Linked DNA regions of Cricetulus griseus: region 1 is linked to region 2. Evidence: chromatin contacts called from public Hi-C data. All regions are on one chromosome and are shown on one strand. Each heading gives the region's core, a stretch centred on a gene start, on an enhancer-like site or on the middle of the called end of the contact. The rest is flanking DNA. Distances are from core to core; before and after follow the strand shown.

What was found. A called contact is a pair of places that touch in the nucleus more often than the background predicts.
Region 1: a Hi-C map of liver shows a contact between it and region 2, with 3 times the contacts expected there. The contact joins two enhancer-like sites. A contact is called at or near these places in 7 of 8 Hi-C or Micro-C datasets (the CHK-Q cell line, the CHL-YN cell line, the CHO-K1 cell line and 3 more).

Annotation. Positions count from the first base shown.
Region 1 is chr5:53,787,399-53,793,975 of CriGri-PICRH-1.0, forward strand. It overlaps Nav1 (neuron navigator 1), which reads left to right. Exons shown (of 30, transcript XM_035445545.1): 9 at 974-1,667; 10 at 2,091-2,534; 11 at 3,085-3,126; 12 at 3,828-3,976. Among named protein-coding and RNA genes, the nearest start is that of Ipo9, 37 kb to the right of the region's middle. Within about 2 kb of position 4,458, at least 4 of the 6 cell types and tissues checked have open chromatin away from gene starts, as enhancers often do.
Region 2 is chr5:53,724,512-53,731,134 of CriGri-PICRH-1.0, forward strand. It overlaps Nav1 (neuron navigator 1), which reads left to right. Exons shown (of 30, transcript XM_035445545.1): 6 at 992-1,357. Among named protein-coding and RNA genes, the nearest start is that of Ipo9, 100 kb to the right of the region's middle. Within about 2 kb of position 2,495, at least 1 of the 6 cell types and tissues checked has open chromatin away from gene starts, as enhancers often do.

The sequences.
Region 1 (6,577 bases), core at 3,208-5,707, 65 kb after region 2:
GTTCCTCCCTTCAAGTGGTTCCCACTGGGTTCCTTCTTTCCTTCCCCAAGGCATACTTCTTAGCATTAAAAGGAGGTCCTACTGAGATAATATGTTAAATGGTAACAAAAAAGACATACAGCCAGATGTGGTGGTGCATGCCTTTCATCCCAGCACCCGAGAGACAGAGACAGGTAGATCTCTGAATTTGAGATCAGCCTGCTCTACAGAGTGAATTCCAGGACAGCCAAGCCTACACAGAGAAACCCTTTATCAAAGAGAGAGAGAGAGAGAGATAGACAGAGGCACAGAGAAAGAGAGAGGGCGAGAGGGAGGGAGAGAGAGAGAGAAGAGAGAGAGAGAGAAAGAGAGAGAGAGAGAGAGAGAGAGAGAGAGAGAGAGAGAGGAAACAACCAAAACGACAACAAAAAATCCAGAAGTACATTGTTCCCAAGGTTTAACCCTTGGGTCACTTTGAACTTTAATCAACATTTCCCTTTAGAATCTAGACATTTTCTTATCTACTTCATTGCATCCCCTCCTTCTTGTCCTTCCTTGACTAGTTATTAAACACACTTCCTTCTTGATCATTTTTGTGGTTGCCTCTTCTATTTTAACCAAAATAAGCCATCCCACAGAAAACAATAAAAACAAACTAGATGAAAGCCTGCTTCCTCCCTTAGTCCCTCTGGCAGAAAACTGTTCCGCTTATCCAGGACCCATTTATCCATATTTAGACCTCCAAATTGTTATAACATATAGACAATGGTTATTTTTCCCCTTAGAGAGAAAGAAAGTTGTTTTTAAGATATTATAATAGCCCAGGTGGTGGTGGTGCATGCCTTTAATCCCAGGACTTCTATGAGTTTGAGGCCAGCCTGGTATACAGAGTGAATTCCCGGACAGCCAGGGCTACATAGAGAAACCTTGTCTTGGAAAACAAAACAAAGATATCGTGATAGCAACTCTTCCTCTGTTTCTGGCCTCTTTTCAGGCAAGCCTGAAGGCAAAGCTACAGATAAGGGCAAGCTCACAGTGAAGAACACTGGGTTACAGCGCTCCTCTTCTGATGCTGGTCGGGACCGCCTGAGTGATGCTAAGAAGCCTCCATCGGGCATTGCTCGCCCCTCTACTTCAGGATCCTTTGGCTATAAGAAGCCGCCCCCTGCTACTGGCACAGCTACTGTCATGCAGACAGGTGGCTCAGCCACCCTCAGCAAGATCCAGAAATCCTCAGGCATTCCTGTCAAGCCAGTAAATGGGCGAAAGACGAGTTTAGATGTGTCCAACAGTGCAGAGCCGGGGTTTCTGGCTCCTGGAGCCCGGTCCAACATCCAGTATCGAAGCCTGCCCAGGCCAGCCAAATCCAGTTCAATGAGTGTGACTGGTGGGCGGGGTGGACCTCGCCCTGTTAGCAGCAGCATTGACCCCAGTCTCCTCAGCACCAAGCAGGGAGGCCTTACACCCTCCAGACTGAAGGAACCTTCCAAGGTTGCCAGTGGTCGTACCACTCCGGCTCCTGTCAATCAGACAGATCGGGAAAAGGAAAAGGCCAAAGCCAAGGCTGTGGCCTTGGACTCAGACAACATCTCCTTGAAGAGCATTGGCTCTCCAGAAAGCACTCCTAAGAACCAAGCAAGCCACCCTCCAGCCACCAAGTTAGCAGAGCTGCCACCAACCCCTCTCAGGTACCCACACTGGGCAATGTCTTCCTTTTCTGTTTCTCCAGCCTTATACTAGATGTGACATGGCCTGTCCATTGCTGTCTCTAGACCTTTGTGTGGGTCCTTCCTCTCTCCTCTGTGCTATTTCTTCTCTGTGTTTGATAACTCACTTTGTTTCTGCTGCTCCATGTCGACACTATCTTTGGTACCTGTATGAATGGTTTTGCTATGTCTATTTGCACATTTCCCATATGCATGTGTTGTCTCTTATGACTGAAGGTGCCATAAGTCAAGTGTGGATTCTCCTTCCGATTGGTTTGTCAACAGCATCAGAGTACGTCTTTAGCTGAGTAGGCAGCTGGAACGAAAGGAAACTATATAAGAGGATTGCCTGTTGCCCTGTAACTTGTTATTCTGAATATTTTATTTTATCTTTACTCCTCTCAGGGCCACAGCTAAAAGCTTTGTCAAGCCACCCTCACTAGCCAATCTAGACAAGGTCAACTCCAACAGTTTGGATCTACCATCTTCCAGCGACACCCATGCTTCAAAGGTCCCAGATCTGCATGCTACAAGCTCATCAACCGGGGGCCCTCTCCCTTCTTGCTTCACCCCCAGTCCAGCACCCATCCTCAATATTAACTCAGCCAGCTTCTCCCAGGGCCTGGAGCTAATGAGTGGTTTCAGTGTCCCAAAAGAGACCCGCATGTACCCCAAACTCTCAGGCCTGCACAGGAGCATGGAGTCCCTCCAGATGCCGATGAGCCTGCCCAGTGCCTTCCCCAGCAGTTCTCCCGTCCCCACCCCACCTGCTGCCCCCGCCGCCCCATCAGAGGAAGAGACCGAAGAGCTGCCCTGGAGTGGAAGCCCCAGAGCTGGACAGTTGGACAGGTATGTGGTAGAGACAGAGCCGAGCCTGTCTCAGACTCACTTGGCCATTAGCAGGTCCATCCATTACCGTGCTGTGACTTCTGATATATGTTTTCCCACATCTTAAATAATTTAGTTCCTTTGTAACTCCCTGAGATATGTAGGGTGCTTTTGTTTTGTCCTCATCATGTACACAGGGGAAGCTTTACAAAAAGTTAAATGATGTCTCAGGAATCTCATATTAATTTTATTTATCATCTAGCTTTAGTTTCCAAGTGCAAAATCAGTTAGTTCTATTACATCACATCCTGGTTCTCACTGTCCATAGTACAACCTTTTGAATGACTAACTACACTACCTTAACTCCTAACAAAAAGAAAACTTAACATTTCAGATATTTCCTAAGTTCTGAGTCAAGAATTTGATTGTGACGGTTGTATTATTTGTTTATCGAAATAGATTTTCATAGTTTGCTGTCTTGTCTCCAGAGGATATACCCTTCAAACCTGTGGTCCCAAACTCTAGTTTCCAAGATAGGCTCATATACCTCTCTCTTTCTCTCCCTCCATAGCAGTCAGCGGGATCGGAACACTCTACCCAAGAAAGGACTCAGGTAACCCTTAAATATGTTTGATTGTTTGTTTTTCTACCATATACTCTAGACTCCGGGCCTGTTAAAAAGTTAAGCTGGGTGGTGCACACCTTTAATCCCAGCACTTGGGAAGCAGAGGCAAGTGGATCTCTGTGAGTTCACTTCCAAAAATAAAGTCCCAACCCCACCTAACCCGGGCCCCTTGCATGAATTTAGTGGCCCTTTTAGCAAGTCATTTATACGTGGTCCTACAAAAATGCCACCCACATTCCTCTGCAAACTCTCTATCAAGTGTATTAGCTTTTGTAGCTAGTGATTTTCTTTGCTGTCGAGGGAGAAATGAGTTTGTATACAGTAACCATGTCCTTACCTACAGCATCCTATGCTATCATAGCCCTATGTCCTTCCTTGGTTCAATTCATCACTTCATAGTGGACTTCTGAGGCCACTCACATAGGCTAGGAACAGAGGATCCTCCACTGTTGGGTTAGCAGAGTTACTCAACTAGATGGGGATGCCCGTCACCTGAAAGCCTGTACATGGAGCCATCGAGCCCTGAGTGGAGGCTTCATTCATCCATCCTTTGTTCCCATCAGGAGCTCTCAAGGGAAGGGACAATGCTGAGTTACCATTCCTTGCCTAGCTCAGGCATCCCACACACAGCTAAGCCTCTCATGTCACTTGGTAGCAACTCAGACTGAGTTCCTCTGCTACTTCTTCAGGTACCAGCTTCAGTCCCAGGAGGAGACCAAGGAGAGGCGCCACTCCCACACCATCGGTGGACTTCCCGAATCCGACGACCAGGCAGAGCTGCCATCTCCCCCTGCACTCTCCATGTCCTTGAGTGCAAAGGGCCAGCTTACCAACATAGGTCAGTGTCTGCGGTCACTCGCTGTGGCAGGAGATGAAGCAGGGCTCACTCTTCAGAGTGAGGCAAAAACGGCTAGGCATGTTTGGCTCAAGTTGTAGTGGACTGTTTCATGGCGCCTCAGTTTACCAACTCAAACTAAAGATGAAGTGTTCCAAGGTCCTAAACTGAAAAGTCGCCCCTGGGCACAAGTTTTGGGGTCCTGATGGTGTCAAAGGTCTGAATGACAGCATGGGAAATCTACATACCAAGGCCCTGGGCTTGTAGCTGGGTGTTTTATGCATGTTACTCCCAGGGGCAGCTTCGTAAGGGCGACACCAACCTGTGGGCTGATGAACTGCAGGCAGAGAAGGATTGTTGATTGCAGCAGAGAATGAGGTCTGTCTCCAAAACAGAAAGTCCAGATTCACCAACTGCTCTGGGTGAGCCAGGGCCATCCTAGCCCTAAAGGCAGACTGACTAAGACTTGCCCTAGACACACCACGCCCTCTCTAAAGCCTACGGAGAAGGGAAAGCTGGGAAAGAAGGAAGTGGCTCTGTGACTCAGACACAGGATGGGGAAAAAGGCTTCAGGAGGAGGGCCTGGCTCCAGCTCAGACACACACCAGCCTTGGTTCTGGGAAGCACTGTGCTAGCACTGGTTTAATGGGAGTCTCTTTAGGACAGGGCCGGAATAGACCTGCCATTTGCTTGCTGCATCACTCTAAATCATCTCTCCTTTTAGCTGGGTGAAAGAAAGCAGTTCTTTTGTGATGAGGACTTGTAACACGCCTGCGCCGTGACTGTGGGGAATTGGAGGAAAGCTAGGAATGGAGGTTACTTGTGCCTAAGGAAGGGTCATCTGGCTTACATGGGCTTATCAAACGCAGGGTGGGACCAGCCTGTTTTCTGTCTCCATTGAGGGCCAAAGGAGAAGAGAGACCATTTGTGCTGTAGAATGAGGGACTGGGCCAATCTCATCTTGGAATTTCAAAAGGGGCAAGACAGAGGTGTGAATTCTTTTTCCCAGGTCTTTACAGGCAGGGGAAACATCTACAGGCCTGTATGGAGGCTAAAGGTCAGAGAGGGGAATTCCACAAGGGTATGAACCATGAAAGGTGGAGATTCAGCAAGGGAAAAGTGGGAGTGGTGGCCTCTGTGGTCGGCAGATTCCACAGCTGTGGATTCTATAGCTTCGCTGACACCTTCATCCACTCTGTCTCTCTGACCTTCATTTCAGGGGATGCTGGGCAGAGAGAGAGGCCATAGTCTAGTTTGAGATCTCAACCAAAGTGACCTAGAGTGACACTGCTTTACAGGGGGCCTTACTCCCTTTCATAATGCTGAGCCCATTGGATTCCACAGCCTGGTCCCCTTCTCTGTAGCTGGTCCGGTTTCATCATTTGGATCTGAGTCTTGGTCTGATTCTCAGTCCCCACTAAGACAGCCTCCAGTTGTGTTTTCGGGAACCACAGCATCCCATTTTCATCTGCACATCCTAGTGATGTGAAGGTTTCGGGAAAGCCGCCAGGCCCCCAGCCTAACCTTCAAATGCGACAACTCCAAGGCAGGCAGTATTAAGGGGAGACCTTTATTACAGACCATGGAGTCCTTCTCCATTAGGGCCCAGCCTTCCCAGCAGGGGTGACTCCTAACCTCCAGCTGCTCGCACACCCCCACTGCCCCACCTACTGCCCCTTCCTCTCCTCCCCTCTTCCCATTTGCCTCTCATTGACTCCTGCTCCGGCCCCACAAGGGACCAGAGAGCTGATGGCCCTGCCTCTTCTCCTGCCTCCCCCTCCCTCTCCCTTCCCCCTTCCCTCTGTCCTTCCAGTGAGTCCCACTGCGGCCACCACGCCAAGAATCACCCGCTCCAACAGCATCCCCACCCACGAGGCGGCCTTCGAGCTGTACAGCGGCTCCCAAATGGGGAGCACCCTGTCCCTGGCCGAGAGATCCAAGGGAATGATTCGGTCAGGATCCTTCCGCGACCCCACGGATGATGGTGAGACTTCATGCTAACTCGGTTCACAATCATCCCAGCTCTGCTGGGCTCCCTCACCCACCGCCACCTCCACTGCCACCACTGCCGCCACCACACACACATATATAATTCACAGAACATCAACTTGGGCCATTTCAGTTCTGTCTTCCCATAACTTTGAAGGGTCTGGGGGCCCAGAAACCTTGGGTGGCACCACCTAGCACTGGGGTTTGGGGTTGGAGCATCTACCATTGGGGCCCAGGGAAGGGAAACTGAAATCTGGAAGGGTTAAATGCGACTCCTCGGTGCTCTGTGTTCTCAGAGCTTCTATGCCAAGTCTTTCTTCCCCACGGTCTCTCAGAAGAGATATGGGGACAAAATGGCAGCTCTTAAATCCACACAACTAGGCATCTCAGTCCTCTTCCTAGAATGCTGCAAAGACTAGCTCCCAGGCTGGCCATCTGATGGTTGATGGTACTCTGGGTGTTAATGGAAGACCAGGCCGTGGGGTTCATGAGACCTCCATTATTATCGTCAGGATGCATCCCTAATGGATGCGTTAGCTCTGTTAGTTCTTGCAGTGGGTTCTGTTCAATGATCAGACTCTCCCCGCTTTTTTTTTCACCTGAGTGGTCCCCGGG
Region 2 (6,623 bases), core at 1,245-3,744:
CAACCCTGTCTGACTTCAGTCAGGCCAAGTGACAGAGAAGGGTCAAAAGTAGTTTGGAGTAATGCCATTGCTAGACTGCATGAACTTATCAATCCCAGCCTGAACCAAAGCCCTGATAACCATTCTTGCCAGATCTCAGCCGTATTTCCTCTCTGGCCCTGTGAGAGAAGGCCCCAGGGTCTCTAGCCTCAGGGCTTCTGGTAGTAGCCTGCCGGTGGCTTCCTTGTCCTGGCCTGGTGGCCTGAAGCCTTTGGGCTCCTGGATGGTCCTGTACCTCTTGTCTGCTTGCCTGGGTCCTCTCCTTTACCCAGTGAAGGCCATGTCCATTCCCTGAGGAGGCCCTGCTTCCTCCCCTGATGCCCAGGCCTATGGGGCCTGCTCCATATCTCAGGTTCCCCAAGCTTGCCTGTACCTTCCACATCCGATTTTAGGTTTTCATAGATCTGGTACCCAGGAATCAAGCTGGTCCTTTGCTTATTGACAGACAGAGGTGACGGCCACACCCTCAACAAATTGAATAGTCAAGGCCTTCTGAGCTCTGGTCATCAGTAGTCTCCACTCTTCCAGACCCACCAGGCCTCACTGGCTCTTTCTGGTTGGGTGAGCATCTTCTACATGTCAGGCCCAGTCAGATCTGTATGGCTGCAGCCCTCCCAACTCTACAAACGTTCCATAGGGTAGGCATGATCCCACCTCCCTGATAAGGAAGCCATGGACCAGCAAGATTAGTTTATTTCTTTGGGCCATTTGGCCCACCAAAAAAAATGACAAAAAAAAGTATTAAACACAAGCTACACTCACAGCATAGTCTCTTAGGTGTGTATGGAATTTCTGACTTGGCCACATAGGCTCATTGTCCCTTGACAGTCGAGATAGCCTATAACCAAGGACATACACTTAGAAGCTCCCACAGAAGGGCATCCCAATGAGGGGACAAGGCACAGAGTGGCTGGGCTGAGGACTAAGTCTATGTCATCTGCTCTCTCCACAGCTCCCTGGAGATGACTTGTTACGACAGCGATGATGCCAACCCTCGAAGTGTGTCCAGCCTCTCCAACCGCTCCTCTCCTCTCTCCTGGCGCTATGGCCAGTCCAGCCCCCGGCTGCAGGCTGGCGATGCACCGTCTGTTGGGGGGAGCTGCCGCTCCGAGGGGCCGCCGGCCTGGTACATGCATGGGGAACGCGCACACTACTCCCACACGATGCCTATGCGGAGCCCTAGCAAGCTCAGCCACATCTCCCGCCTGGAGTTGGTGGAGTCCCTGGACTCTGATGAGGTGGACCTCAAGTCCGGCTACATGAGTGACAGTGACCTCATGGGCAAGACCATGACGGAGGATGATGACATCACAACAGGGTAAGCACCGGGGGGGGGGGTGGACAGCTGGTGCGGGAGGCATGGGAGGGCAGCAGGTGGGATGGGGACCTCAGCATGGGTTTGCTGTGCTGTGACAAAAGGGGTCTGCAGAGGGCGATCGCGCATGCTGCGACTGCTGTGACTGCCTCTGCAATCCGATGTGGCTTATCCTGGAGGGTATGGTGGGTGGGGCTGACAACAGAGGAGCTGATTGGTCCATAAAGGTATGCCTTTATTCTCCTCCCTGAGCCTATCCTCCAAAAAGTGTGGCCAGAAGAGCCCTGGAAACCTTTTGGAGGCCCAGCTCTTCTGCAAACTAGGTAAACTGCAGATACCTTAATTTGCTTCCACATCTGCAAAAAGAGGCTAAGAATGTCACCTCCTTCTACCCACTAAGAGAAAACACCTTTTGAATGAAATTCCAGATCAGACACAGTGGAGGTGGTATCTCTACTTCCTCTGCCTGGGGCTCCTGGCCTCCTGACCTCAGCCCTTGGTTTATATCCTTGGGTTTCTGCTTCTGCAATTCTTCTACCCATAATGCCACACCCTTCTCCCTACTCCAGTCTGTTAAGCCTTCTCTTTCCTGCCCTTGGAGCCCCCAGGGACCCTCAGCTTATCTTTTCTGCCATAATAGACAGGGCAGACTTGGAGAGAATACTTGGACAGATACGGCTGTCTTGGAAGTGAAAAGAGAACAGGAAGAGTTTGAACTGCTGGGGTTCCGGGTATTCTGACCAACTTTTTCAAGCCCTGAGGCCGGAGAGCTGTATGGTTCTGGAAACTTCTCTGGGGTGTCTCTCAGCAGACTACCACTTCCATTCTCCCTTCATGGTTGTCTGGGGTCTCCACTCCTAAGATACTCCATACAGCAGCAGCAGCCCTTTCCCTGTCTCTCAGGTACCTAAAATCATACTGCCAGAGTTTGCCACTCCTAACAAAACCCTGCAGCTTCAAGGGCATGGCCAGTAGCCTCTTGGAAAAGGCTGAGCTGAGTTCCAGGCCATCCACCACTCCCAGCCCACAGCCCACCCATGGGGATAAACTTGGCAGGTTTGACCAGGGTCTGTCCAGCTGATGAGGCTGCTCTGGAGCAAAACAACTGACGCATGAATGGCTTGTTTACTGCCTGGCAGATCCCAGGGGCAGCCCGACCTCATGCTCAGATCCGCCAGCCTGGAGCTGGGATAGGGAGAAGTCACGCTGTATTCAGGCCCCAGCTGCTGCTGTGGTCACAGCCTCTCATGGGGAGAAAGGAGAGCCAAGGTGGCAGAGAAGCTGCTCCAAACAGACCATATGCCCTGGGAAGTGCCTGTGTGGAAATATCAGGTCCCTGTCCCCTGATGTGCCAGCCCATAGGGCAGAGAGAAGCGTAAAGGCTGAGGGCTCAGAGCTGTGGCTGCCTCTGTGCTAGGGAATTCCAAGACTGGCAGGGCCTCACCCTCAGGGAGCCCCCAGATCTAGCAGCATTCTTACAACCCCCACTAACATCCCCAAAGTGCAGGAAGGCACAGGACCCCTATGTGGAGAGACTCACTATAAGAAAGTAGTAGGACTTCTAGCATTAACTAGCAGTCTGAGCTTGAGCTACTTAGCCTCTATATTTTAATCTGTCTACCTACTGAATGCAATGAATGGCCTGGTATGAAGAGAAAAAAAAGGTTAATATATGTAAAAGGCTTAGTATAATTCCTGGCTCAGTGTAATTGCTCACTGTGTTAGCTGTTAGGACTGTTGTTGTTAGAGTCCCAGACTAATGGACAGCATTTAGCCCCCACCTTTTATCCTCTTTCCTCTGGGTAACGAGTATGACCTTGATTGAGTTAAGCCAAAACAAAGTCCCCAAGACTGACATGAATGAGACCTCAACCTCTCTGCTCCCCTCACAGCTGGGAAGCCAAGGAAGGCTGGAGTCCTCATGGAGAATACATGATAAATGGCTAATATGACAATATTCACCAAGTAGATGAGAGTATAACTTGCAAAGCTAGCTATATGTCATTTCATATGTGTCTTTTATGTTCACTTGTCAGTTAGTGGTAACTTTCACCCCAGTCTTAAGTGTTCTCTGTCCCTGAGTCCCTGTCCAGGGCCGTAACGGGAAGGCCATCCTAAATGTGCTTAGGAAAGAATTGAAGCATTGAAGGAAATCAGATCATAACGCCCAGTGACTTTAGTGCACACCACCGCTCCTCAGTTAAGTGTTGTCAGACTGCGGTTTTATGTTAAAGCAGGGTGTGCTGGATTCCAGGAAACCCTTAGGTAACCCTGCACACCTAAGCCGCCCTTCCTCAGCTTCCATTAGTACTCTCATCCCCATTGTGGCTCTCAGCTAGATTTTTATCATTTATAAAATGAGCTGGAGAGATGGCTCAGTGGTTAAGAGCACTGGCTGCTCTTCCAGAGGTCCTGGGTTCAATTCCCAGCACCCACATGGTGGCTCACAACCATCTGTAACTCCAGCCCCAGGGGATCTGAGCCCTATTCTCACCTCCAGCACCAATGTACTTGTGATATGCAGAAATACATGCAGGCAAAACACCCATATGAGTTGGTTTTTTTTTTTTTTTTAAGTCACTTTCCTAAGAAGATTGTTTTTCCATTTATAAGATGGGTTGGACCCTTCCTGTTCACCCATCAGACATTTAAACTTCTGCTTCCCAGGCATCCCCAGGGCTGGGCCACCTGAGCAGAGCAGCTGGCTGGTGAGCCTCTTTCTACCTTCCCCTTGGGTGACTGTCCACGTGAGCCACGATGGATGGCAGTAACTCTCACCCTTTGTCAGTTATCCCATGGGGACTGTCCTCTGGCTGGTTCTCGTCAAGCTGTGTTGAGCTTCAGGTCAGCTCTCCTGGCCCTATCTTGCTGCAGGTGGCTCCCTAGCCTATCACTCAGCAAACTGAAGATGTCCATTCTTCCAACACGTGGGCACAGCAGACTGAGAAAGGCTCTGACACCACTGCCAAAGGGGTCACAGACTCAAAACTGAGTTTGAAATTAGTGAAGTATACAGCAGAGGCACAATTTTAGAACATTTTGTTGTTCACTTGTTTATCAAGATTTTTTTTTTCTGTGTAGACCTGGCTATCCTGGAACTCACTCTGTAGACCAGGTGGCCTTGAACTCACAGATCTGCCTGCCTCTGCCTCCCAAGTGCTGGGATTAAAGGCGTGCATCACCATCTGGTTAGAACTATTTTTTTTTTAATTCTTTTAACTTTTATTGATTCTTTGTGGATTTCACATCATGTATTCTGATCCCACTTATCTCCCCATCCGTGGCATCTGCCCCTTGCCCTTGCAACCTCCCCTACAAAGCAAAACAAAATTTAAAAGAAAAACCAAAACTAAAGATTGAGAGAGAGAGAAGAATCTTGTCGTGGAAGCTGTAGTGTGGCCTGTTGAGTCACACAGTTTACCCTTTAGTCCATTCATCTTTACTTCCAGTGTTCATTGGCTCAAGGCCTCTGGCTTTTGCTACACTACTGATAATGGGGCTCTCACTGGGGCTCCTCTTGGATATCCTGTTCTTGTCATGTGTCATGGAGATCCTGCTGTTTTGGATCTGTAGGTTTGTTCCCTTCACATGCTCCTAGAGATCACAGATGAGGTGGATGTTGGGGTGGGCTACCTCATAGCCCTGGTTCTGGGCCTGGGTAGTGGCTGAGTTGGTCAGCTTGCTAGCTTACCCTCCTCATCACTACCCAGGCGACCTCTCCCCCACTGCCTCAGCTAGGTCATCTAATGCAGCCTGCAGCAAGGAACTGGGCCAGTTCTCCGGCTCTCAGGCCCTTGGGTCTGGCTCATCCACACTCACACCACTGAGGCCAGCTCTACTGTTTTGCCCAGGTGAGGTGCAAGGCTCTCTCTCCCGATTGCTTTAGGGGGTATTGGGGGGTAGGGGTTGGGAGCAGGGTGTCAGCTGTCCTGCTCTCATGCCTTCAGAGTTGGCTCACCTGTGCACCAACAACAAGGTCAGTTCTAGTGTGCTGTCCAGGTGGGGTGCAGGGCCTGCTCTCCTGTGTGCTGCAGCGAATGAGGGAAGGGCTACTTCTATTATTCTCATTACCATGACTGTGGGACAGCTTTCTTGCCTGCCATAGGTAGCAAGGAGTGAAGGGAGAGGGTATCTTTCCCTCACCCATGCCTCTGCATGGCAGATAAGGAGGGGGGCGGGCAGGGTCAGCTCTGCTGTTCTCATGCCCTCAGGGCCAGCTTACCTGCATCCCAGTCCTCCACAGTAGGGTCAGCTCTAGTGTGCTGCCCAGACAGGATGCAGAGTCCATTCATTCTCTTGTGTGCCACACCCAGTGATGGTCAGGGCTAACTCTGCCACTCTCGTGACCAGCTCTCTCACCTGCCACCAGTAGTAATGGATGGGGAGGTGGCATCAGAAGAACCATTTTTAAGTGCAGTTGAGTGGCACTAAGTATAGTCACATTGTTGTCCCCGATCACCACCATCAACCTCTAGTACATTTCAAGTGACCAAGCTGAAACTGCTCATTCAACAGTGGCTTCCCTTCCTCCCTCTCTCTTTTCCCTGGCAACTAGCGTCTTCAAGTTCATCTCTGTGGATTGGACTATTCTAGGTAACTCAGGCAAACGGACTTACACTGTATGTCTTTTTGTAGTATATGTTGCCTAGCATATATCATAATATCATACACTCCCATCCATATTGTATCAGAATTGCCTTTTTATGGTTGAATAGCATTCACTGGTTGTGATATGTATTTTTGGTTACTTGGTAGCAGGTTTCTCCACGGATACAATAAACCCGATCAAGCTGAATTAATAAGACCAGGTTTAATCTGAGTAAAGCGCTCAAGCCTCCAGAAATGAGGCAGAGGAGGGAAGAAGAGAAATCACATGGGCGGGTCTATGGACCAGAGTTTAAATACCCTGTATGCTTGGTCTTGAGCAGCTCCAGGGAAGGTTTTCTGAGGGGCAGGGTTTGGAGAGGGAGGAGGGAAGTCTGAGGAGGAGTTTCCAATGGAACATTGTGTACTACATTTTGTTTGTCCTTTCATCTTTTTAGCCATCTTTTAGGTACTGGCAACCATGTTACCATGAACCTTGTTGTATAAATACCTGCTGAGTCCTTGCTTTCAGCTTCAGGGTGCGCACACAGAGAGGAATGGCTGGTTGTACAGTGATTCTGTGTGTACTGTCTGAGGGAACCACTATACTGCTTTCCATTGAGACTGGACCAGTCTACACTGCCACCCGTTCTACATTCTCGAAACATCACTGTTTATTAGTTTC